6 separate regions of the Sus scrofa genome follow, and regions 2, 3, 4, 5 and 6 are each linked to region 1. A link is a contact called in public targeted proximity ligation data. All regions are on one chromosome and are shown on one strand. The core of a region is the stretch at or near the end of the contact, and the rest is flanking DNA. Distances in the headings are between cores, read along the strand shown. Region 1 has its middle 160 kb from the start of TRIB1. Region 2 overlaps NSMCE2 (E3 SUMO-protein ligase NSE2). Region 3 overlaps NSMCE2 (E3 SUMO-protein ligase NSE2). Region 4 overlaps NSMCE2 (E3 SUMO-protein ligase NSE2). Region 5 overlaps NSMCE2 (E3 SUMO-protein ligase NSE2). Region 6 overlaps NSMCE2 (E3 SUMO-protein ligase NSE2).

The links.
Region 2: a contact with region 1 is called in a targeted proximity ligation map of skeletal muscle. A contact is called at or near these places in 4 of 47 Hi-C or Micro-C datasets (liver and skeletal muscle) and 2 of 2 datasets of targeted methods (alveolar macrophages and skeletal muscle).
Region 3: a targeted proximity ligation map of skeletal muscle shows a contact between it and region 1. A contact is called at or near these places in 2 of 2 datasets of targeted methods (alveolar macrophages and skeletal muscle).
Region 4: a targeted proximity ligation map of skeletal muscle shows a contact between it and region 1. A contact is called at or near these places in 1 of 47 Hi-C or Micro-C datasets (adipocytes) and 2 of 2 datasets of targeted methods (alveolar macrophages and skeletal muscle).
Region 5: a targeted proximity ligation map of skeletal muscle shows a contact between it and region 1. A contact is called at or near these places in 4 of 47 Hi-C or Micro-C datasets (adipocytes, alveolar macrophages, fetal heart ventricle and 1 more) and 2 of 2 datasets of targeted methods (alveolar macrophages and skeletal muscle).
Region 6: a targeted proximity ligation map of alveolar macrophages shows a contact between it and region 1. A contact is called at or near these places in 1 of 47 Hi-C or Micro-C datasets (embryonic fibroblasts) and 1 of 2 datasets of targeted methods (alveolar macrophages).

What each region holds. Positions count from the first base shown.
Region 1 is chr4:14,131,671-14,135,704 of Sscrofa11.1, reverse strand. No RefSeq gene overlaps it. Among named protein-coding and RNA genes, the nearest start is that of TRIB1, 160 kb to the left of the region's middle.
Region 2 is chr4:14,574,240-14,578,273 of Sscrofa11.1, reverse strand. The region is part of intron 2 of NSMCE2 (E3 SUMO-protein ligase NSE2); the gene reads left to right. Among named protein-coding and RNA genes, the nearest start is that of WASHC5, 22 kb to the left of the region's middle.
Region 3 is chr4:14,550,386-14,554,419 of Sscrofa11.1, reverse strand. The region is part of intron 2 of NSMCE2 (E3 SUMO-protein ligase NSE2); the gene reads left to right. Among named protein-coding and RNA genes, the nearest start is that of WASHC5, 46 kb to the left of the region's middle.
Region 4 is chr4:14,504,415-14,508,448 of Sscrofa11.1, reverse strand. All of the region lies in intron 4 of NSMCE2 (E3 SUMO-protein ligase NSE2), which reads left to right. Among named protein-coding and RNA genes, the nearest start is that of WASHC5, 92 kb to the left of the region's middle.
Region 5 is chr4:14,481,550-14,485,583 of Sscrofa11.1, reverse strand. The region is part of intron 4 of NSMCE2 (E3 SUMO-protein ligase NSE2); the gene reads left to right. LOC106509961 (a long non-coding RNA gene) reads right to left here. Exons shown (of 3, transcript XR_002343108.1): 2 at 1-51. Among named protein-coding and RNA genes, the nearest start is that of WASHC5, 110 kb to the left of the region's middle.
Region 6 is chr4:14,439,756-14,443,789 of Sscrofa11.1, reverse strand. The region is part of intron 4 of NSMCE2 (E3 SUMO-protein ligase NSE2); the gene reads left to right. Among named protein-coding and RNA genes, the nearest start is that of TRIB1, 140 kb to the right of the region's middle.

The DNA of each region.
Region 1 (4,034 bases), core at 760-3,259:
TCTAACCTGTTGGTCTCTCTTGCTCATGGCATCTGCTGACATCTCTTCCTCACGCTCTAACCTGGGGATGCACGAATTTCCCTTGTGTTATCTCGTTTTTCTCTTTCTTTCCTTCTTTCTTTTCCTTTCTCTCTTTCTCTCTTTCTTTCTCTCTTTCTCTTTCTTTCTTTCTTTCTTTCTTTCTTTCTTTCTTTCTTTCTTTCTTTCTTTCTTTCTACTTTCTTTCTTTGTCTTTTTAGGGCTGCACCTGTGGCAAATGGAGCTTCCAGGCTAGGGGTCTAATTGAAGCCTTAGCCCCCAGCCTATACCACAGCTACAACAACATGGGATCTGAGCCACATCCTTGACCCACGCTGAGGCTTGGAGCAACACCAGATCCTTAACCCATTGAGTAAGGTCAGGGATTGAACCGGAATCCTCATGGATACTAGTCAGGTTTTTAACCTCCTAAGCCACAATGGGAACTCCCGTTATCTCATTTTTGAATTTCCACTTTCCATTCCATTCTGTGAATGGCAGCCAAGCACCTACATGGGCATACTGTGAGCCAGGCATATGGGTTTAGTGCCCATGAACCAGGGCACTAAACCCAGGAATGCCAGGCCCTGGAGATAAGACAGTTGACCACACATGGCCTCTGCTTTGGAGGAGAACTCACTTCATAGACAAAGTAAGCCAGATACACAGCCGAACATAATTTTTGGCAAAATGTTGGGGCCAACAGAGGTGGACAAACAGAGGTTTGAGAGATCATACCTAGGTAATATGGTGGGGGATTCCTGGAAATTTTTCTTGATTTTTGAGAGAGGCAGTGGAGTTGAGTTTTGCAAAATGAGCAGGATGTGGCTACTAGAGAAGGTGATGGGAAAGACCTGCTTGGGGAGGGAAGAGCATGAGCCTAGAGAAGCCCTTGAGAATGTCCAGAGGATGTCATTGGTTTGACAGCCATAAAGTGCACTGAATCCTAAACCCACTGAGCAAGGCCAAGGATTGAACCTTCGCCCTCATGGATACTAATCAGATTCCTTTCCACTGAGCCACAACGGGAACTCCCTTTTGCTGATTCTGACAATGAGTGACCCCCTCCTATGTTAGAAGTCCCCTACACTGGTCATAACAATGGAAAGCTTCCCAGATAGGGAGTTTCTAAAAGTCCAGATAAGTTATTTAATCTCTTGGTACCTCAACGTTTTCATTGGCACCCAAGATAAAGTCCTTATCTCATGAGGTTAAGATAAGCAATAAGAGGAAGTTCCCATTGTGGCTCAGCGGTAACAAGCCCGACTAGTATCCATGCGGATTCGGGTTCCATCCCTGATCTCGCTCAGTGGGTTAAGGATCCAGCATCGCCTCGAGCTGTGGAGTAAGAGACACGGCTCAGATCCCGCATTGCTGTGGCTGTGGTGTAGGCTGGTAGCTACAGCTCCAATTCAACCCCTAGCCTGGGAACCTCCACATGCCACAGGTACAGGCCCAAAAAGCAAAAAAAAAAAAAAAAAGAGAAGGAATAAGAGTGAATGATGCACATAAAGTCTTAGAACTAGGGATGGCACCTAATAAACGCTCAATAAATATTAATTATTATTGTTGTTGAATGCCTAAAGGTTTCAATAAATGGCTTGACCATGAGATCTCAGGGGCAGGTTCACTTAATTACTTCTGCTCTTCTGCATTTACTGGTTTCTGAGCTAGTAGCTTCCAGCAAATGTCTTTCATTTATGGACTTGCGTGGTTGAATGAATAAACATGAGAAAAATATCCCTTCTCTCCAGAATGCAAAAGGTGCCAGTTGCATTTTATCCTTGCGGCTCCAGACATCAGACCCCAGCGCGGGTGGGAAGACATCCCCTCCCCCGCACTAATGGGCCAACCCCTTATCTTCATGTGCATCTTTTGCGAGTTACTCTCGGGTAAAGGAGAACATTTGACCCCGGTTTAGAAAGATTGCCTTACACAATCTCCCGGTTCCCTAGATGGGACTTGCTGAGCTGACAGATTGTACAGAGAAGAGCTGACTATTTTTAGGATGAACTGGAAAGATTAGAACTTTGCTCTCTCCTCAAATATCAAACCTGCCATTGGTAGGAATCCAAACAGGAATTCCTGGGGAATTGGATGGAGCGACTTATTTATTGTGCTCTCATTGCTTAAAATTCCAACATAAAAATAATAACAGGCCTTTGATATTAGAGTGACTAGATGGGCCACATACTTACTAAGTGCTTTACACACCCTGTGTTGTTCCATTCATATAGCAACCTCATGCAATTGGTTTCCATCTTCTTATCTTTTCTTTCTTTTTTTTAAGGGCTGCAACTGTGGCATATGGAGGTTCCCAGGCTAGGGGTTGAACTGGAACTGCAGCTGCCAGCCCACACCATAGCCACAGAGATGCAGGACCCTAGCTGCGTCTGCAACCTACACCATAGCTCACAGCAACGCTGGATCCTTTAACCCACTGAGCAAGGCCAGGGGTCGAACCCACATCCTCATGGATACTAGTCAGGTTCTTAACCCACAGAGCCACAACGGGAACTCCTCAATCTTTCTATGTTACAGAGAAGAAAACTGAGGCACAGAGAGTAAAGTGTCTTGACCAAAGCCACAGAAAGAGGTTTAGTGAGGCTGGAATTCCATTCCTGGTCTATCTGGCTTCAAGACCCATGCTTACATGAGGATGAAAATGACAATGACACAAAATAAAACAAAGGGGGAGAAAACAAACTCATGCTCCTGGCTGAAGAATGAAATCATTCAAGTCACAGTGGATTGACTGAGTACATCATTTTGCCAGGTAGAGCGGCCGATGAGCAGATGAGAAAGTCAGGGGTTCTGCCTTTGGGGAGCTCCCATCCTAATAAGGGCAATGTGAGCATTTTATTGTTTCTCATCTGCCCAGCTCTTTCATTCTGTCTCTCATCCAATACCACACTGTGGGGCTTGCTGGTCAAGGTTCCTGTATTCCTCCGGCCAAGTGTGGGCGTTTGCCTCATGCTGGAAAGTCAGACTACGGGAAAGTAAATTATGACTCAAGAACCTCAAGAGGAGCTGAGTGGCTGAGTGAGCAGCACTCTGAAGATAACTGCAGGTTAGTTTCTACCATCCGGATGATCAGCTCTTCCTTCTTCCTGAGAGTTCCTTGTGGCAGATAGAATAGCACACATCCCAACTCCCTTCAAGCTATGCTTTCTCTGTCCTAGAAGGTGGAAAGCTCAGAGTTCACTTTCCCAGGCTCCCTTGCAGGGAGGGGTAGCTGTGTGGCTTAGTGCATGAGATGCAAATGTCTATCTACTGGGGATGTCTTTCCCCTTGCTCCAGGATGGAGGAAGGACGTGATGGTTGGAGCTGTAGCAGATACTTTATAAGCATGAGGAAGAGGTTAGGAGGACTGCACAGACAGCAACCCTGCTCAGCAACATCTTTCCTTTGGACCCCTTGCTGAGAACTCCTTACTGTTTTAAACCACTATGTTTGGAGGTTCTGTTACTTGCAGCCAAATTCATCTCTGAACTGATACGGAGTCTATGTATTCCTTTTGTATTTATTTTTAATAGAGACGGTACTCAAGGTAGACAGAATTACACAACCCCAAATACCCTAATTGATACAGGAAAGGGAGGGAAGTACAAAGCAAACCATAACATCAGCCAGAACAACCATGCTCTCCTGGAGGGAAGAATTGTCACAATACAAATCCATGTGGACATAGTCTGCTATATTTTTCTAAGACTTTTCCACACATTGTTTCCTTTGACTCTCTCAGCCACCCAATAAAATAAGCATTATTATAAGTGAAAAAAAAACCCTCAGAGTTTGAGTACTATGGAAATGAAGAAAAGGAAGTGATTAATTCTAGCTGGAGAGGAGTTCCTGTCGTGGCTCAGTGGTTAACGAATCTGACTAGGTTGCGGGTTCGATCCCTAGCCTTGCTCAGTGGGTTAAGGATCAGGCGTTGCCCTGGGCTGTGGTGTAGGCTGGTGGCTACAGTCCTGATTAGACCCCCTAGGCAGAGAACCTCCATAAGCCACGGGTAT
Region 2 (4,034 bases), core at 939-3,438, 440 kb before region 1:
CCACGACAGGAACTCCTATACTTTATATTTTAACTCCACCTGTATTAATGTCTGTGATGTTACCTGTCATATATTTGAGGTGTGATTGTGGAAGGTTAGCCTTTCAGAGTTAATTTTTTTTTTTTTTCTCTTCAGTGATAGGTTCACCGTTTAAGCCATGGAGTAATAGTATATACTTAATTGTATATACTATGCACCAATGGCCATACTGGGCATATATCTCTTGATCCAGTTTTTTTTACTTCAAGCATATAACTTTTAAAGGATGAGTAAATAGCTACCTATTAAAAGTTGGGTTTTTGTTTTTCCAAAGAAGAGCATAATATCAAACTGAATTTAAAGTTTGCAAATTATGAATTTAAAGAATGCAAACACATAGATGCATTATGGGGCTTACTAAACGTCCCTTAAGTTGTTATTTAAAGTAATCCAGGAGTTCCTGTCGTGGCTCAGTGGTTAACGAATCTGACTAGGAACCAAGAAGTTGTGGGTTTGACCCCTGGCCTCGCTCAGTGGGTTAAGGATCTGGTGTTGCCATAAGCTGTGGTGTAGGTCGCAGATGTGGCTCGGATCCCAAGTTGCTGTGGCTCTGGTGTCGGCCGGCGGGTACAGCTCCGATTCGACCCCTAGCCTGGGAAACTCCATATGCCTCGGGAGCGGCCCAAGAAATGGCAAAAAGACCAAAAAAAAAAAATCCAGTTTTCCTCTAAGACCACAATAGAAAATAAACAGTTTAACCAGGCTTCACCAGATCTGCTTCTCTCTTGATTACTTCATAACATAGCTTCACAGGAGCAGATGTAAACAGTAGACTCTTGTCTTGGTGTCTATCATCATTAGGGTAGATGGCTCTTAATTTAAAAGTCACCAGTGTTCTACCTCCTTGGCTTTTCATGTGTTCCCGCTTTTCAGCTGAGCCCCTTAAGATGCCAAAACCTGATTTCCCGATACCACTTAATTATTTTCCTTTGTTTCACAGGGCTTTTTGCATTTATTTATTTATTTATTTAATGTCTGTAATGGTCTTCCTTTGAACTGGGTTTCCTCAGGGCACAGACCTCAGGGTTGCATCTGATATTTTCAGAGGCTGGGGCTCATTTGATGCTCATCAGGTGTTAAATGTGTGTATTAATATGTTAGTAAATGGCTTTTAACAACATTCTTTAAATACAGATATTTGGATCCAGAATACAGAAAACTAAGTTGCTTTCCAAAATTAGAAATTGAGCACTTTCGTTAATTGGGGAACCTAATTTTTTGAAGACTTTGCACTTAATTTTTATGTAAGGACTGGTTAATCCAGTGGTTCTGAAACTTGGGACGAATGACTTAGAGAGCTGTTAAAACACAGATTTCTGGCCACCACCACTAAAGTTGCAAGAGATGTGGGATAAGTTGAAGAATTTGCACTTTTAACAAGTTCCCCAGGTAACGCCGATGCTGCTCGCCCAAGGACCACATTTTGGTTTAATCATCTCCCCTTTGATGAGAAACATAAGCCACTAGATGGCATCAGAACACTTCTTATGAGGTAGCTGTCGGGGCGTAACTGATCTGTTAATTGCAGGGTTCAGGATTGTATAAAAGGTACAGTAACTAAATTATTGGAATTCAGTAGCTTGGAGCCTGAATTATTCCATATATCTAAAAGTACCAAAAAAAAAAAATGTTTAGTTCAGACCAGAAAAACTGTGAGGCTATTGAGATCACAACGTTTTAAGATCAGCTCTTCTAGAAATGAGGAATATACCTCTCATTTCCACCAGCTTCATTTCCAGTTATCCAGGTTACTCAGTTCATTTACTTACCAGCGATATATGTGTCTCATATTTATTATTTACTATTCTAAGTTGGTGCCTCTTGATTTTGTGGTTGATAACTTTTAAAAGCCACTTTAAAAAGATGTATCAACAGTAGGTGTAATTCTCTCAGCGGGCCAGTTGTGTGGCGAATAGTTTGGGGATGTTAAAAAGTGTGAAATGTGTTTTTCTTTCCTCTTGGCTTCCTTCGTCAGAAAGTTGAGCAGTTTCCTTTTTAAGGGCTCTGGAGAGGAGAGCTTGGGCTGCTCTTGGCCTCACCTCACCTCATGTTACCACTCTCACTCCATAAATTTCCAACCATTCCAACACCTCCAGATTTTCTTTCTTCCACTGACTGTACCAACCTGAAATTTGGCTTGGTTTCTCCACATGATGGCATGTGTGGAAATAATTGCTTGCTCTGCTCTCCTGTTTGCTGAGCTCTCCCATCCATATTAAGGTGTCACTTTTTGAAATAGTAAATGAGTCATCTTTTAGATTTCTAAAACAGAATCTGTATAGTACCTGAGTACTGCCTCGGTTTTTCTAGATGCTGGAGAATAACAATTTTTTTTTTTTTTTTTAGAATAACATTTGAGTTGATTTCTACTTTTTTTTTTTTTTTTTTAAATCTTTGAATCAGAGACGTGGCTTAGGTTTCAATGATCTAATAGAATGTGAAAATGACCGCTACAGAAAGAACTGAAATGGTGTCGCTCGATCAGATTTTAAAATTAAACTAGCATTTTGTATTATACGTATGATCATTGAAAACAATTAAGACTAGTTTAATTCTAGGCAAAGAGTACAATTCATGGCAGAGGTAGAACAGACTTAGGATCATTTTTGAAACATCAAGGCTTTTTAAAAGACATTGAAGTTTGTCTTTCAGTAAGCAGAAACATGCTTTTATTTGATTGGTGATTAACAGATGAAACCAATTTGATTATTCTAGAGAAAATTATTTTATTATCCAGACTTATTTATCCCTCTTCTTTCTGTGCTTTATAACTGAAATTGTGTGTTCTATATAAGTGGAAAGTTATATTTATATGTAGCAGCACTGTCCAATAAAAATATAATGTGAGCCGCGTATGTAACTTAAAATATTCCACCGTCCTCATTACAAAAGGCAAGAAGAGTAGGAATTAATTTCAGTAATGTTTTATCTAATCTAATGTGCCTAGAATATTATTTCAGTATGTAATCAGTATTAAAATTGAGTTATTTTTACATTTACATTCTTTTTTTTGTGCCAGGTTCCAAGTTCAAAATCTTATGATGGATCTCAATCCAGACTAGCCAAATTTCAAATGCCTAATTGCCACTGCATGTGGCAAATGGCAACTGTAATAGCAAGTAGAGAGGGTATTTCACTTTTCAGTGACTCTATCAAGAAATTTTAAGGGTAGTTAAATCAATCAGTTTTGTAGCTTTTTAGAGGTTTTGGTGATATTCACATTGAACCAGTTAGTAAAACAAGATAATACTATTTACCGATTTCTGTTTTTTCCTTTCTCTTTTTTCTCTTTGTATTAGTCGCCCTCTACCACTGGCGTGATTGGTATTTTAGGTTTTTCCCCAAATTGTTTAACCAGCTTAAACTTACTTCTGCAGATCCTATTAATATTTGCTTCTGTTTGAAATGTCACATGCTGATTTGACTCCACACCTACACTACTTTCATATTTTGTAGCTGATGTGGTAATTTAGTTTCTTTTGGTCTTGAGCAAGCTAGAGGGAGTAAGCCTCTTAAGCAGCCAGAACACTCTAGTTGCTGTAAACAATTAGGCCTGTCAGCAGTTGACCTTGGAAATGCTAATTTGCTTGTCTCTTGGTGCTGCTTCAGGCCCTGGCTTTCTCCCTGTGGGTGGGAGTTATGAACCCAGTTTGGAGAAGGCCCTTGGGGAAGCACCAAATAGATGTGCTTCTTGCTTCAGTTTTGCATGTGACCAAGTGCAAGAGGCATTCTTTGTGTGAACTTCTTTGAAGGGCTTTAAGAGCCTGCACTGATGCCTAGACTGAAGTTGAGAGGAAGCTTTGTTGACATTTGAATCTCCCCTTCCCCTGCATTCTAGCACTATCTGCCATAATGATTGATTTAAAATGATTTCATTAATGTTTCATTATATCCCTTGATGGGGTTTTACTTTTTTTTTGTCTTTTTAGGGCCACACCCACAGCATATGGAGGTTCCCAGGCTAGGGGTCCAATCGGAGCTACAGCTACAGGCCT
Region 3 (4,034 bases), core at 385-2,884, 420 kb before region 1:
CCACACCCATGGCATATGGAGGTTCCTAGGCTAGGGGTCCAATTGGAGCTGTAGCCGCTGGCCCATGCCAGAGCCACAGCAACGCCAGATCCGAGCCGTGTCTGCAACCTACACCACAGCTCACGGCAACGCCAGATCCTTAACCTACTGAGCAAGGCCAGGAATCGAACCTGCAACCTCATGGTTCCTGGTCAGATTCGTTAACCACTGAGCCACAACAGGAACTCCTATCTCCATTTTTTAAACCAGTGACCTAGACTGTGGTGTTATGTTGAGCAAATAAGGTGGGAATAGACACTAGGCAATTTTGGAACTCACCCTGGATAAGTGCTCACGAGTCCATACTGTGCTGCATAAGAATTAGCACAGTGTTACAGGCTTACTACCTGCATGGTTTAGCCACAGAAGACCTGGAGTGTGTCTCACCTGAGTCTGCCTACATCTGTAAAAATAGCTAAATCTCCATTCCTCTCCTTATTCAGGTCTATCTCTTCTCCCTCATTTTGCCCTAGTCTTTTATATTCAAGATAACCCGCGTTGTTTTCATGTAATTATTTTGCTTTCTTGTTCCTGCTTCAGCTATCATCTTCCTCTCATTGAAGTCCCATGAATTTTAAGTTGAATTTGATTGCAACACATAATCACCCATTTCTGCTTAATGTTTTACTGATCATGTAACTTCAATGCCTTATTCAACACTTCAAAAGAGAGAATAGTAATAGTTATAATACCACTGTTAGAGCGTTTTGACGTTAAGTAACAGGCGACATGTCTAATGGTTACATGGTTACATGGTTAGCGTGGCTGCCTGGATCGCATAATTACACGTTTGTATGACTTTAGGAGACTCATATACAGGCCAACTGCATCCATTCAGATACTTATGTAAATATCAGAGCACTTCAGTCTAAAATGAAGCCCTCCTTCAGTTATTATCATTCTTTGTATTTTCTTAGGGTTTACCACTGAACAGGAAAAAGCTAAACGAAACAGAAACTGTCTTTAAAGAATGGGTTTAATTCTATGGCCCTTCCTGGTCTAAATAACACTTTCTGAGTTCTTTGGGTACCATTAGCAGCCCACGACATTCGGGAGAGTGCTGAGCGGGCTCACAGGGTATAGACAAACCAGATTTGCAGGAGGACAGCTGTGGTACTGGCGTACTTACAGAAGCACTTATATTTTTATAATATAAATCAAAGATAATCTGCACCCTCTGGACTTGATTTGCTGGGGCAGGGGTAGGGGGCTGTATTTCAGCTACTACTGAACTGACTTCTTGGAGCACTCGCTTAATTGGTGTGCCAGATGTGTTACACAGCTCTCACCGAGCCTCCCCACTCTCTCCAGGAGACGGCCCCACGCACTCATTGGCTGAAAGAGGTATGTTGCAGGGTATCACTTAGGTTCATTTGATTAACATAAGCAAGGGTCGATTATAGGGAATGAAAGCGTATTGAAGAAATGAGTCTATTCCTAGACTCAGACCCCACTTGGCCAGCCAAGGACAGTCAAAAGCATAGGTAGTGGAAATGGTTTTGACACTCAGAAGTATCTTTGCCAGCTGGAGCCTTCCAGGGCCCTTTCCCTTCCCCTTAAACATTTCTCTGCTGCTGCCATCAAGTGGCTGCTGCTGCCATCTCTGTTGCAGCTGGTGTTCTTGGCCTGGTGCAGGTTGACCTACCAGCAGCTAGAGCTGACTTAGTTATTCTCCTGGCATTCAGTGAGTGTCCTGATTGCTCTTACAGCCCCTCCAGTAAGCCTCGTGGACGGGGAAGACCACTCTCTTCACCAACCTTAAAATTTAGTAATCTTCTCAAAGGGGAAAAGCATTTCCTTTTTGTCCTCGGTTTCCTCGGCTAGGAATTTGGAAAAGCTTTTCCTGGATCAGGCCTGTTAGCATTTGAGTGGCATTGGCTAGTGTCCTACTTGGAACAGGCCACCTGGAACTGAGATGAAGCTCAGGGCCATGGCAGTCTTCTTCTTCCCCCTGCCCCGAGGGTTTGTTCCCTGGATATTTATGGAGGCGTTGGAGCTGCTTGTCCTTCTTGTGTTTAAGCACCTTTTAGTCCAGGCGGACAAGTGTGCAAACGTTGCACCTTGAAGGTCTGAGTTGGAGGCGTAGCTCTGCCGCTCACAACCTTTGTGTCCTAGAGCAAGTTACTTCAACTGCTTAGTGTTTCGGTTTTCTTATATGTAAAGCAGAGATAAAGCTACCTATCTCTTAATGTTGCTGTGAGGTTTAATGTAAATATTGTGTTCAGTACGATCTCGGCGCATAACACAAGTCTTAGTTACAGCTGTTATTATTATTATATGTATATTTTTAATCATGGCAGTCACTTTCCAGGCTTGCAGAGGTGTACAGTAATATTTTCCTCTTTGAAATTGTCATCCTGTGAACGTTAACATCACTTTTATAATGCCCCCCGCCCTGCACTGGTGCCAACATTTTTCCATAGGAAAAGTGAAATGAAAATAGAACAGGCAAATGAATTTCTATTACATGTCTTCTTTACATTTTGACTCAATTGAATATCAGAGGCAGGGCAATTTGTAGTTTGGTAAAAGTTTGATTTTCAAATTTATATGATGGCCACATAAGAATCTTGAAGGAAGAGTTGCTGTAATTCTTTGTTGAATTCCAGGAGCATTAAAGCATCATTCTTGCCCTCCAATGGATTAAAGTTTGTTTGGAGAAGTGAGACAAATTCATATAAGAAGACAAGACCGTTTATATTTAAAAGCGCCAAAGTATCAACTGTAGATGTTAAGATAAATTGAGACCCTTCTAGGCTGGTAGAGATTAAAAGCAGGAAGGGCTTGAGTTCAGCTCTTGAAGGATGTGTAGGATTTGGTTGGTGTGGATTTCTAGGAAGGGCTTTCTCTGTAAGAGTGGGAGAATTGGGGTAGTGGGCTTCTATATGGTGGAATAAGGGGCAGGGAACCTTTGGCTGGTCAGTCCCTCGGCACCTCCCTATCTCCAAGCCACTTTCAGTCAACAGCTAGTTCCCTGTTTATGTGTTTATCCCTCTTTTCCTCCTGAGTTCTTCAGGGACTTATTTAGTTCTTTTGCCTGCCTCATGCAAAGCTATGCTCTTTCCCCAACGCACTTCTTATTAGCAGCATGGGGCACGTTCCCTGTGCCTTTCTTTGCTTGGTATTTCTAAAACAGGAATACAAATAAATAACATCCTTTAAAAGAGGGAAACAAGGGTTAACAAGAACAAAAAGAATCACAAAAATAATCTAAAATAGCTGTGGATATTCTCTTGGCCTCTCTTCTAGATACCGCTGTGGGAGTCCCTTCTAGATCTTTCTTCCATCTTTGGCCCCTCCAAGCCCCTTCCCCCAGTGGACCAAAACACTGACTTGAGTCTGAACTTACCTGACTGAGCATCACTTCAGGTGTGGGGTGGTTCTCAGTTCTTTTCCGGAGGAGCTTCCTGCTCTCTCCCGGTGCCTTCCCTTTGTTGCCTTAGGCTACCCTGTTCAGCACTTGGGTGCTCAAGCTTGCCCCAACATCGCTGGGCCCTGGAGCCTGAGCCGAGGCTGCGTGTGAGCCACAGTTGGCCTCGGCAGATGCTTCCCTTAGGCTCCATGCCATCAAATATTGGCCCAGCCATCGCGGGCATTCTCCTTTGCAGGGAAGGCCTTGTATTCGAGATCACTGGCTGGCTCAAGCCTTGCTGTTTTCCATGGGACCTTGATCATCCTGCTTACTTTGCAAACCTCATTTTTAATGTCAAAGGCACATTTGTAAGTGCTTTCAAAAGTTAACACATTTAATTCCAGAGAGAGGTTGCCAACATTCTGTCAATTCCCATTGATTTAAGCCCCAACAAATTTTATTTCTTATACCTCAAGGATTTTTACCTCCAGTAGATACATCCTCTAGTGGGTTTCTGTTTAGTTGGAAGTCGCCTCTCATTATTGCGTTTTTGAAAAAGCAGTTTATGCTCTTGGTCTTTGCTCAGGTTACCAGCTTTACCAACTTTTTCTCTGGTCTCAGTATCAGAATCCAGTATTCAGAA
Region 4 (4,034 bases), core at 654-3,153, 370 kb before region 1:
AGATTCAGATTTAGTTGGTGTCCGGTGGGACTCTTAAGCGGTTTTTTAGGTTCTCCAGGTGATGCTAATGTACAACCAAGGTTGAAAATAACTAATCTACCAAAGATTAGTTTAGCTAGGCATCCCGGAGGACACAAATCTGACTCCTAATTTCAGATCTCATGTAGCTGGTTATCTAAAGGAAGGTCCAGTAATACATAGCACGGTTATAGGCACGTATAAATTACTCAGAAATTACCCAGTAAATTAAATTACATTTGGTGTCCTAGGTTTGAATATAAACTAACTTTATTCTGTATCTGAGAGCCTCATTTTTATACTCCATGTTATACTTTGTATTCATTCATTCAACGAGTGTTTACTGAATATGCTGGGAATGTAGCATCGAACAAAAGAGACACGTCCCTGTGCTCCTGGAGCTTACGTCTGGATCTTTGGTACCTTGTTAGCATCTCCTCACTTTATAGTATTTAAGTGGAATACGGTACACATCTTAATAACTCTAAAACAAAATTGTCTATTTATGTGCATAATTGATAGCCTTAATCATGATAATATTTGCATATTTGTTATACTCAGGTATTGTCCTTCAGATGTCCTTCAGAGTTATCTGCCTTGTTATTCTGAAATCCTTTTTTCTTGATAACTATTTAAAGTCATTTACTTAATCAGCTTAATGTCAAGGGAAGATCCTGGAAAGATCCTGGAATTTGGAATCAGAAAATATACATTCAGATTCTGGCTCAACCAAATCATAGTTTGTATTTTTGATCAAATCAATGGGATTTTACATTTCTGTAAAGTATGGGTAATACAATAATAATAACGTTTCTTAGCCCACAGAATTATATAGGGCTTAAACCAGATATTTTGAAATGAAAAGTGAAAATGTTCTTAAAATTGTAATATAATCCCCCAAATATTAGTTTCCTAATCTTTCTTTTAGCTTGCTTAAAGGCATTAACATCAATAATTTTTATTAAAAGGTTATGCATTTTAGACATTATTAGCAGTTACATAAAATCCTCAAGTGCAAGGAAACAAACTCAGAGTATTTTAGTCCTTCTGTAAAAGTATTAAAAGATTGTAATGAAGGATAAAATAAGCTGTCAAGTAGATAAGGAATGTTCTGTCATTGAGAAGGGTGTGAACCAAAAAACGGTGATAAGTTAACAAATCATTTTTCAGTACAATATTGGCTTTGGCTTGACAAGCTTTTCTTGATAGGGAAGCAGAGAGTGAAGTGTCAGAAACAGCCCTAGTCACGTAATGAACCACGTTGTGTCTGGTGAAACATATGCATATGAGCAGATCCAGTGGAGCTGCAGCTATTATCACTGTGTCCTGAATGAACCTTGACTCTACTAGGGATTCTGTTACAGCTGTACATTGGATTTAACCGCAGAGGATCCACTTTGGATTTGATTTAGCATTAAAAAAAAAAAAAAAAAAAAAAAAAACCTGCTGACTTACTTCAGAGTCTGCTTTTTAGTGAACTAGCACCTTGGATACACAGAGCACTGGACTGGGCACCAGGACCGTAGGCAGGTATTTAATGTCTTGGGGACTGAGAGAAAAAGAAACCAGTCACTTGAGATCACAGGGTCCTGGAACTTGACTCCCCAAACTTGGAGAGGAAATGAGAGTGGCCTAGGGGTTGATGAAAGGCATTGAGTAGAACTTTCCAAAATAAATATAGTTTGTTTTCTAAAATAGAAGAATAGAGTTTTCTGGGTCACTTAAATTAATCAGTTTTCTTCAGTAGTGGGTGCTTGGTCTTCATTTCGCAGCTTGCGTTTGGTTGGAATGTCAGCTGAGTGAGGGCAGGCACTTGGCCTTGGTACTGCCTGCGGTGCCTACACCTGGCATCGAACCAGTGCTTCATGTAGCGGTGGGGAAGGATTGAAGGACTACAAAGAGGGGTCAGAACTTAGTTTATGGAAACTTTATTCCCCCAGGGGACAAATATTCCCTGGTAGATCCTTTGATGCACACTAGTCCTGGGAATGAGAGTAGAGGGTAAGGTGTCATGTTCCTTTTCATCAGCGTCGCTTTGGCAGCAGCAGTGCTCTGAGTACAAAGTGGGGCTGCCAGTTGGTTGGAAGTGTTCCCAGACTTTCTGGCAACCCTCCTTGCCCAGTTTGACCATTGGTTGCTCACTGGTGGAAGGCACTTCCTTCCTCTTTCCCTGGGGGGACACGATTCTTTGACTTCAACTGCAGGAAGCAGGAAACTTCCAAGTTAGACTCAAGTATTTTTAATTCCTTCCACCAACCATCAGCCTTAGCAACCTCCATCTCTCCTGTTATGCAGTAACATTGATTTTTTCCACCCACACACAAAGCATTAAGTTGATGGTGCTTCTTACCTTTGATGGGATTACAGAATCAAGAAAACATAGTAGGAGCTTAGGTATTTTCCTTCTGCTTCAGAGCACAGCGGCTTTATTTTACATTCACCAAAGGCAAAACATTTTTCTACAAAGAGATGAGTGAGAATTTTCAATTAACAAGATAGACTGTCTAGTCCCATTGCTAAAAGTCTCTCCCAAGCCCTCTCCATTTCTTTGTGCTCCCACTGTTATACCTGCTCTAGTTTCGATTTTACCGCCTGCCTCCTACGTGTTCCCTGCTCCAGACTCGCCTCCTGTCTGTTTCTGCCAGAGGGACTGATCATCCTAAAGTGTTGGTCTGGTCATGTTTGTCCACCACGCTCTTTCAGAGGGTCCCTCCGCCCTCCCCAAATAAAAACTCTTCTGGCCATCAGGCTCCCCCCGCCACATACACGCACACTTTCTCAGTACTCTCTTCTCTAGCCCTTTGATCCAGACACTTGCAGTTCCCAGAAAGTATCGTGTTCTCTTTCACATGCAGACTTTCACACTTACTAACCTCTTATGGAATATTTGACTTAACCCCTCTCTCTTCGCTTGGTTACTGCTGTCCCTTCTTGCATGCAGATATCCCTGACTTCGTTCGTGGAGTCCTCCCCGAGGTAGATGAGTGCACAGCCATCGTGGGGGACCTTTAAGGACATTTTCATCTGGGGAGGGATATCTAATAGCAAAGGCGAGGAAGATTAGCACGTGAGAATGTTTGGCAAGAAGAGGAATTTGCAGTAAAGTTTAGAGTGGCTTTGAAATAGGCTGATTATTTTGCTTCAAGAGTGTGCAAGATGGAAATCAATACTGGAATGTCCTCTATATAATCTCATACCTGAACATGAACAGATACTGTCATTAAAACATGGATATGGTTGTTTAAAATACTGTCATTTAAAGGTCTGCATGCAAAAGCCGTTCAAGTCTGCATGTGAAAGAGAACACAATAGTTTCTGGGAACTGCGAGTGTCTGGACCAAAGGGCTGGAAAAGGGAGTACCGAGAAGGTAGGGGAGGGGAGAAGCCTGATGGCCTGAAGGGTCTTCATTTGGGAGGGCAGCGGGAACCTCTGAAAGAGTGTCCACTGCTTTAGGCAATGGTTCATGCCAGCACAGACGTACTGACTGAAATATACTAACTTTCTCATCTTGACTGACTCATTTGACTCGACTAGCAAGTTCCCCTGCCACCCCACCTCTAAAAATAGAAAGTATTATTGTTTTCAGAATTCTTAGCTTTGAGAAGCAGTAAGCTCTTCTGTTTTTGCGCTGATGGCTGTTGGCCCGCAGCTGGATTCTGGTGATTGCCTGAGCTGGAGGCTGGAGTTCGAAGCTGAAGGAGAGGAGGAGGCCCCTGAGGAGCAGAGGGTTGGGAGAAGTGTGTTAAAATGATAGGTTTTCAATTCCAACATTGTGGTTGATAAAATAAACCAATTGTATCTGATGATCAAGCTTACGCCTTGATAATGCAATGGTAATTTAAGGTAACTATAACTGGCTAAATATTAAAGGTACAGAATATAAAGTAAGACTCTTTAAAATGTTTTCCCGGTAATTTTACCTTGGGGAATTAATTCTAATAAAATAATCCAAAGAGAAAATGTTTTTATACAAAGATATTTCTCAGTGTTATTCAGTGGGAAATTTTGCAAACAA
Region 5 (4,034 bases), core at 429-2,928, 350 kb before region 1:
CCCTGCTCGCATCCTTGTCCATCTTCCAGTCGGGTTGGACAGTCTCCAGATCTGTGAGACACGGAATAGAAAAGGGCATCCCCTGTCCTAGACATTGGGATAGAGGTCTTGTTAATTATGAGATTAATGATGAGGTTAACGATGATGTTGATACTGGGGCTGCAGATAATAGTGAGGAAGTGTGGGGATTTTCCCTGATCTGTGGAAAGAGTGACTGCAGCTCAGAGAGCAAGTTGCACAGCTGACAAGTGGCTGAGCTGGAATGCCAGCTGACACCTTCCTCCTCCAGAGCTGGTGCTTTGCTACCTACCGAATAGTCAAATGTTTACTTACTCTGCTTTCTGGTTAAAATGAAGGAAAACTTTTATTAATATCTTATTTTATATGTGCGTGTGTGTGTGTGTATATATATATATATATTTTTTTTTTTTTTTAAATTTATGACTGCACCTGTGGTATATGGAAGTTCCCTGGGCAGGGATCGAATCTGAGCCACAACTGAGCCTACACCACAGCTGTGACAATACCTGGATCCTTTAACCCACTGTGCAGGGCTGGGGATCAAACCTGCACCTCTGCAGCAGCCTAACCCACTGCAGTTGGATACTTAACCTACCCTGCCACGGTGGGAACTCCCATTTGATATTTTTAATAAGGGAACCGAATTGGTCACTAAGTCACAATGCAGGGCTCCATTTTCTATTAGTATCTTTTTCTAAACTACCACATTAACTCTTGGTGTTTAATGATGTCTACACAAATGTGTTGTGATTAAATATTAAAATATCAGGAAGTCTTTTACTGGGCTAATAAGGCTTTTTAGCATTTGCAAATCTGGTTAGGCTTTAATTAGAATTCATTGATAGTCTTTTTTTAAATTTCTAACTATATAAATGTGTGTGTTGTAGAACATTTAGATAATATAAAAGACAGAAAATAAAAATCACCTGTAGCCCTACCACTCAGAAATAACCACATATTAATGTTTATTTTATTTCTGTTGCCTTTTTTCTTATATACTTGCAAGATTGGGATCAGTTTTGTGTCCTAATTATTTCATTCAGTATAGTGTGAGCTCATTAAGCATTTGAAAGCGTGGTTTTAAATAGATGGTATGTATGTATTACGATTTTCCTCTTTGAATCATCACCCTCAATTCATATTCACTCACTAGTAGTCTGTCATGGATGACAATTGATATCATCTGTTTAATAGTTTAAAAACAATATCTTGTTCTTTTCACTGAGTCTGAAATATCAAAATTTACCATTGTTAGGTCATTTTGTTGTTACTTTTAATTTATGCATTGGAGAGAGAAACAGTATATTTTTCAGGTATAAGTTTTGTTTTGCTGTGTTTACTTAGTCGATCAGCAGACCTGTATTAAATCCTTTCCAGTACAAGGTATTAATTGCTGAGGCTAAGAAGAAGAAAAGCATGCTTTCTGCCTTCAAGAAGCTTATAATTCATGCAGGTAACATAGGTAAACATGATTTTATATTTAATACAAATATAATAGTAATATTACAACACAAAGAAAGAAATACCAAAGAAAAGCTGTAAGCAGCGTGCAGGAAGAACAGAAAGGAAAAGTGATGATCAGAGAAATCAAGGGAAGCCTTCCTGGAAGAGCTGACATTTGAGCTGGGCCTTGAGGCCTGGGTAGAATTTCAGCGGAGAAGGCAGGAAAGGACATACAAGAGGCTGAGCGTATAGTGTAATCAGAGTCACAGGGGCCTGAGAGTGCCTGTCGTGTTTGAGGAAAACCTGTGTTCCTCCCCCTGGATTGGTGCGTAATGTCATGGGGTGGGGGTGGGGAGTCAGGGGAGCGAGGCAGAGGGCAGTAGTAGCAGTGACCCTAGAGCACGAAGGGATCAAACCATTGATCACCTATTAGTGTGTGCCTGGCTCTGGGCTCGGCTCCTCCTCATGCATAGATAATCTCATTTGATTTACATAACAGTTGTGAGCTATTAATACCACCACTTGAAGATGGAAATACAAACTCAGGAAGCCTAAGTGATTTTCCCCAAAGTCATAAATAAAGCTCACAAGAGGCAGGACCAAAACTCAAACCTAGGCCTGAAGGTCATGCTTTTGTTTCCACTGCATTCCTAGGTTGAGCTAAAACTATAGAAAACCATGAAAAAAACCCTCATTTTGGTGTTTGGATTATTGTAGGCAGTGGTTTTTGTTTGCTTACTTGTTTGTTTGTTTGCTTTTTTTGGATGAGCAATATTATCTGAATAGTGAAGATACTTCTAGTGGCAGAGTGAAAAATGAGTTGGAAAAAGATAATACAAGAAGTAAGACAAAATGGAAAACTCCTGCAGAAACCCAAGCAAGACGTGGAGCATCTGAGCTACTGCAGAGGCAGTGGAAATGGAAGGAAAAGTGGAAGAGACTTTGAGAGAGAATTGAAGTCCTTTGTGGACTGATGGTGTAAAGGCAGTGAGGAAGCCTGGATTAGATTAGTCATCTCAACTTTTTTCAAAATCACATACCCTTAGTAGTTAAATACTTTTGAGCCTGTATCTAGTACAGAAGTTTTAATATTTTATGGCTTTCTCTGGTGCATTTTTTTTTCTGTGCATACCCATTTTAGAGATCACTGGAGTTAATTAAGAAGAATGGGTGTTCCGGGAGGTTGGCAGGAGGAGGGAGTAGAAGTGAATTAGCATTTAGTTTGGGACATAATGGGTTGAGATGCCTAAAGTAGAGCAGTCATCTGAAGATGCTTCATACAAAGTTGGAAATGAGTCATAAAGATTATAGAAGGAGGAGTTCTCATCGTGGCTCAGTGGTTAACGAATCCGACTAAGAACGATGAGGTTTCAGGTTTGATCCCTGGCCTTGCTCAGTGGGTTAAGGACCCAGCGTTGCCGTGAGCTGTGGTGTAGGTCGCAGACTCGGCTCGGATCCCACATTGCTGTGGCTCTGGCATAGGCTTGACAGCTATAGCTCTAATTAGACCCCTAGCCTGGGGACCTCCATATGCTGCAGGTGAAGACCTAGAAATGGCAAAAAGACAAAAAAAAAAAAAAAAAAAAAGATTGTAGAAGGAAAACAATGCCAAGCTTATGCTCTGGTGGTTGATTGTTTTAGTGTTTTATCATTTGATTCTAACTAAATATTTGCAGAGTTTTGAAAATGTTTTCCTTGGTGATCTAAATTAAAGAGTCATGGAGTTCCCGTCGTGGCGCAGTGGTTAACGAATCCGACTAGGAACCATGAGGTTGCGGGTTCCGTCCCTGCCCTTGCTCAGTGGGTTAACGATCCGGCGTTGCCGTGAGCTGTGGTGTAGGTTGCAGACGCGGCTCGGATCCCGCGTTGCTGTGGCTCTGTCGTAGGCTGGTGGCTACAGCTCCGATTCAACCCCTAGCCTGGGAACCTCCATATGCCGCGGAAGCGGCCCAAGAAATAGCAACAACAACAACAACAAAAAAGACAAAACAAAAAAAAAAAAAAAAAAAAAAAACAAAAAACAAATAAAGAGTCAGTATTCTTAAAATAAATCTTTTGTGTAATCTAAAACATGAAGGTCTTTTAGAATGTAGTTCATTCACCTGTTTAGACTTCTTAGAATATTCAAAGGTAGCAACCCTAAACGTGTCTTCCAAACACAGGGGTTCATCCAAAGCTTAGAATGTCTTTACAAATGGCCTATGCTTTTCAGTAACTTTCTCAAAACTATAATTTTCATTTCCTTCTGGCCAACCCTCTGTTACTGAGTTAATAACTGATAAAACCTAACCTAGAACACTTTCAGCTTACTAAGACCCTACAGTTTTATGATTAAAGGCACAAATGTCCATTGATCTTTTTGGTTTTGATTCAGTTTGGTTTGATTTCCATTAAGAATACGTCAGCCAACAAAATCTGTTGTCATTGATATTCAAACCATGTTTCCCTTTGGGGAAGTAGGGATGAGAAACAGCTGTAATTCCTCTATATCTCACGAAGTCCAATTAACTTTCTTCTGTCTGTTTTCCGTTAGTGTCAATATCAGTATCCTTGCTGAATATTTATTGCAT
Region 6 (4,034 bases), core at 595-3,094, 310 kb before region 1:
ATCCTTCCCTCTTAGTCCTGCTTTTTAATGCTCTATAATCACGCGTGTGTTCTATGTTTCACTTCAGTAACGATTGTTTACTTAGCACTTTGTGTCTTCAGAGAACTCAACCACATGAAATAATTAATCTGCATAATAACCCTGTGAGTTAGTAGGTGGGGATTATTGCCCCTTTTTTAAGATGGGAAAACCCAGAGAGGTACTCAGTGACTTGCTCAAGGCTATACGGCCTCTGAATTTTGAGTCTGTAGTTTCCTTTATCTTATCATACTCATATTACATGTTTATTGTCCATCTTAACTTCTTAGGCCATGTTTGTGACTTCACGTATTCAAAAATCTTAGCATTTAATTCTAGGAAAGGGCAAGATAAGGAAAAAGTGAAAGTAACAAAATGACTAAGTCCCACTGCCCCCCAGGAGGTTGGGGGATGTTGCTGGAAATAGTCATATAACTAAGTCTTCCAGTATATCCAGGGAAGGAATTTCCAATTTCCAGTGACATCCAGTGAAGTGACATCATTTCAGCTAACTGACCAGCCAGGCCTTGTATCAGGGAGTCTTCTGTGGCAGTTCACTGGAGCTTTAACACTACACATAGCAGCAAGAAAATAATTATAGAAATGGTTTTTTTGTTTTTTTTGTTTTTTGGGTTTTTTTGTGTACATATAAAGCTGTGTGGTATAGTGGAAAGAAAACTGGCTTTGGAGCTCAGTAGACCTGGGTTGAAATCTCTCCCAAGAGGAAGCTGGATGACACCACACCAGGTTCTTTCCAGCAGCAGTGTAGGAAGGATTAGATAATGATGTATGTCAGCTGCCTGGCATGGAACCCCACAATTAGGGCTTCATAAATGGTTGCTGTTATTTTTAAGCTCATTCAGAGACAAGATGTAATGCTCTAAGGGCCTTTTGATTTTTCCGTTGAATGACTGGACCAGGTAAATTCAACTTTTGAGGAATTACAGCCTCTTACAAGAAGCCAGTGAAACATTTTGATATTGGAGTCAACTAGACACACTATCAGCCCTTGTTCACTGACAAATATGGGCAGGTAATTTCAAGAGGTCAGTCATCAGTGTGTGCCTTCCAAAACATTATAGTCATGTTACAGTAAACTTTTTATATTTGTTGCGTCACAAAGATTTATTGAAGTGATAAAAGTTATTATGGAAAACAGTGTGCGGTAACTATGGTAACAGTTATTTGATCTCACAGTAATTAGCTAAGCATTTAGTTGCACAAGACTTTCACAATGCCTTCCTGGTTAGTTCATTAAACAAAATTAGCTTTTGTTTGAACTGCCTTTCTGTAGCGTCCTAAATTTGGTTTTAGTTCAAAAGAATTGAAAAGTGGGTTTTAAAACTACCTTTCCAGCCTACAGTTTGTGAACATATTTGAAGTTGCAACTGGTTGTTATCTAATTCTTCCTACCGCAGTATGATTGTGATTCATCACTGTCCTCTGAAGTGTGCCTTTCAGGTCACTGGAGTGGGCTAGGAAGTGGGCAGAAAAGTTGGAGGCTCGTTTCTTAATTCTAGCCCTGTTTCTGGCTCCATTGGTGGATTGGAGTCAGCTGGTGCCCTTCCATGACGTAGTTTCTATACCTGTGGAATTGGGTTGCTGTATTATGTGTGAGAATTTGAGATCTCTTGAATGTGGTCATTTCTTGAGAACCTGCTGGTGCTCTGATGGCACCTGGAGCTGGTAGGTGCCCAGTTTTCTCAAGCCCTCCCCCACACCTCACCCCCCCAACCGCCCCAGGTGCCTCTTCTGCCCTGTTCAGCATAACTCATGCTGCATTCAAGTTCCTCTCCTTTTGCAAGATGGATGGGACTGCCGGTGATTCACCGACGTGGTGATGTCACTCTCCAGGGACTTGCAGAGCTCTTGAGAAGGGGCCTCTGCACCTGGGTTCAAGGAAGGTTTCCCGACCCCATGACTCCTCCCTGTTCGCCCCCAGCATCCAGGTGAAGCCTAACCCCTACGGTTTGATAGGTGGAGGAACCTGAGCGCAGTGGAAAACTTCAAGCATTCAAGATTTCACAACAGACAAATAATGAAAATGAAACCAAAAAATGTTTTAACTCATTTACTAAAACTGAGGCGGTTCCAAGATCAAGTAGCACAACAGGGTTTTTAAACATTCAGTGAAAGTTCCTAGTACTGATTTCATTTTAATTCCTGTCAATGTAGTGATTTTATTTTTAGTTCACCTACTTTTTTAAAGACACGACTAGGTTTTAAAAACTAGTTGCTAGTGTTCCCATTGTGGCTCAGTGGTCATGAACCCAACTAGGATCCATGAGGACGAGGGTTTGATCCCTGGCCTCGATCAGTGAGTTAAGGATCCCACGTTGCCGTGAGCTGTGGTGTAGGTCCCAGGTGCCGCTCAGATCTGGCATTGCTGTGGCCGTGGCGTAGGCTGGCAGCTGTAGCTCAGATTCGACCCATAGTCTGGGAACTTCCATATGCCACAGGTGTGGCCCTAAAAAGACACACAAAAAAGAATAAAATAAAAACTAGTTGCTTTCTGAATTGTGAGGCAAGTTCCTCTCCCAATTGACTGGATATCAGCTACCAGTTTTCCACTGGGCAAATGTTTTGGGGGCCAGAACATTGCCAGTTCTGGTCATGTTTATTTGCATGACTAGACTGATTTCTATAGGATAAATGAATCTTCAGTTTCACTAACTAGGGTTAGACTTCTAATGATAGGAATCTATTTGTGCTTGATTGGTCTTGACATTTTTCTGGCCAATCCGAAGAGAATGAAGATAATAATAGAATAAGTTATCCCAGGTGGCTTCAGCACCTGATCCATTTCTTTTTCCCCCTTTTCCCTATTTTTGCTTTTATCCTGTATGATTTTGATGGCTAAGCTGGAAAGGACTCTTCACTCCTCTCTTCGTTTTCACATATGCTTCAGAGAATAGTGTCTTTCATACCATTTAGGAAAAATGTGACGTCCTTTGATTCAACTCTCGTTGCAGTTGCCATGAAACTTTCCCCAGTTTCTCTCCTACCCTGTCCCCTGTTCCCTGACTCTCCTGTGTCATTTGTACCTAATTCTTAGGCATATTTAACATTGTATATTATAACTTTGGGTTAAAAACAATCTTCCTCAGGGGGCTGTGAACACCCCCAGAGGTAAACCACTCCTGTGCCTCCCTGTATCTTCCTGTGGTACCCAGCGTACAAGACTGTGCCCGCAGCCAGCCAGCCAGCCAACCCAGTGACTTGTCCTCATCTCACCTCATCTTTCTCCGTGATGTCCTGAACTCTAGTCGTGTGTGTTTTCTCTTTTGCTGCCAAGCCCACCCATGCTGGATGTTTACCCTGCAACTTCTCAAATTTTGCATTCCTTTTGTCTAGACCTACACAATGACCTCTGTATCCATGTCCAATCACTTCAGAAAAAGAGGAAGGGATGTACTGTTTGCTGAGCATCTGTTGTGTTTTAGGTACTGTACAGTGGGTGTTAGTCATTCCACAACCCTGTGAGGTAAGTACTAATGTCCATATTTTTTAATCATGAAAACCAGGTTCAGAAAGAAGAGAAGCTAATTTTACTGGAAGACGTAGTATTTGAACACAGGGCTCTCTGTCTCCAAACCCTAACCTCCTTCACTTTTTCCAATCTGTTGGCTCCTTTTTGGTGACTCAGCCCAACGTGAATACCACATTAAGCCAGTTCATTAAAGCCATCGCCTGCAACCACCCTGTGCTCCTTTGATCTCTTGGCCTTCTGCTGTGCTATCAGTCAGCCGGAGGTCTCCCTCCCCCTCTGGGGCTCCTCTCCTGCTCTAGTGCTCTAGATCTCTGCTAAAGAAATGACACAGATTCTTCCAGACATGGCTTTTTACCAGAGACAGGCTGCCAATTTCATTTAGACAAAGAATGCCCAACCCACTCGCAGCCCCTGCAATGCCCACCGCGAACAGTGATAAACAGCCATGAGTACATCTCATTAGAGCCTCCCTGGAAGCCATTACCAACTGATGAGAAGTGAGATAGGATATAAAACCTACCTGCCA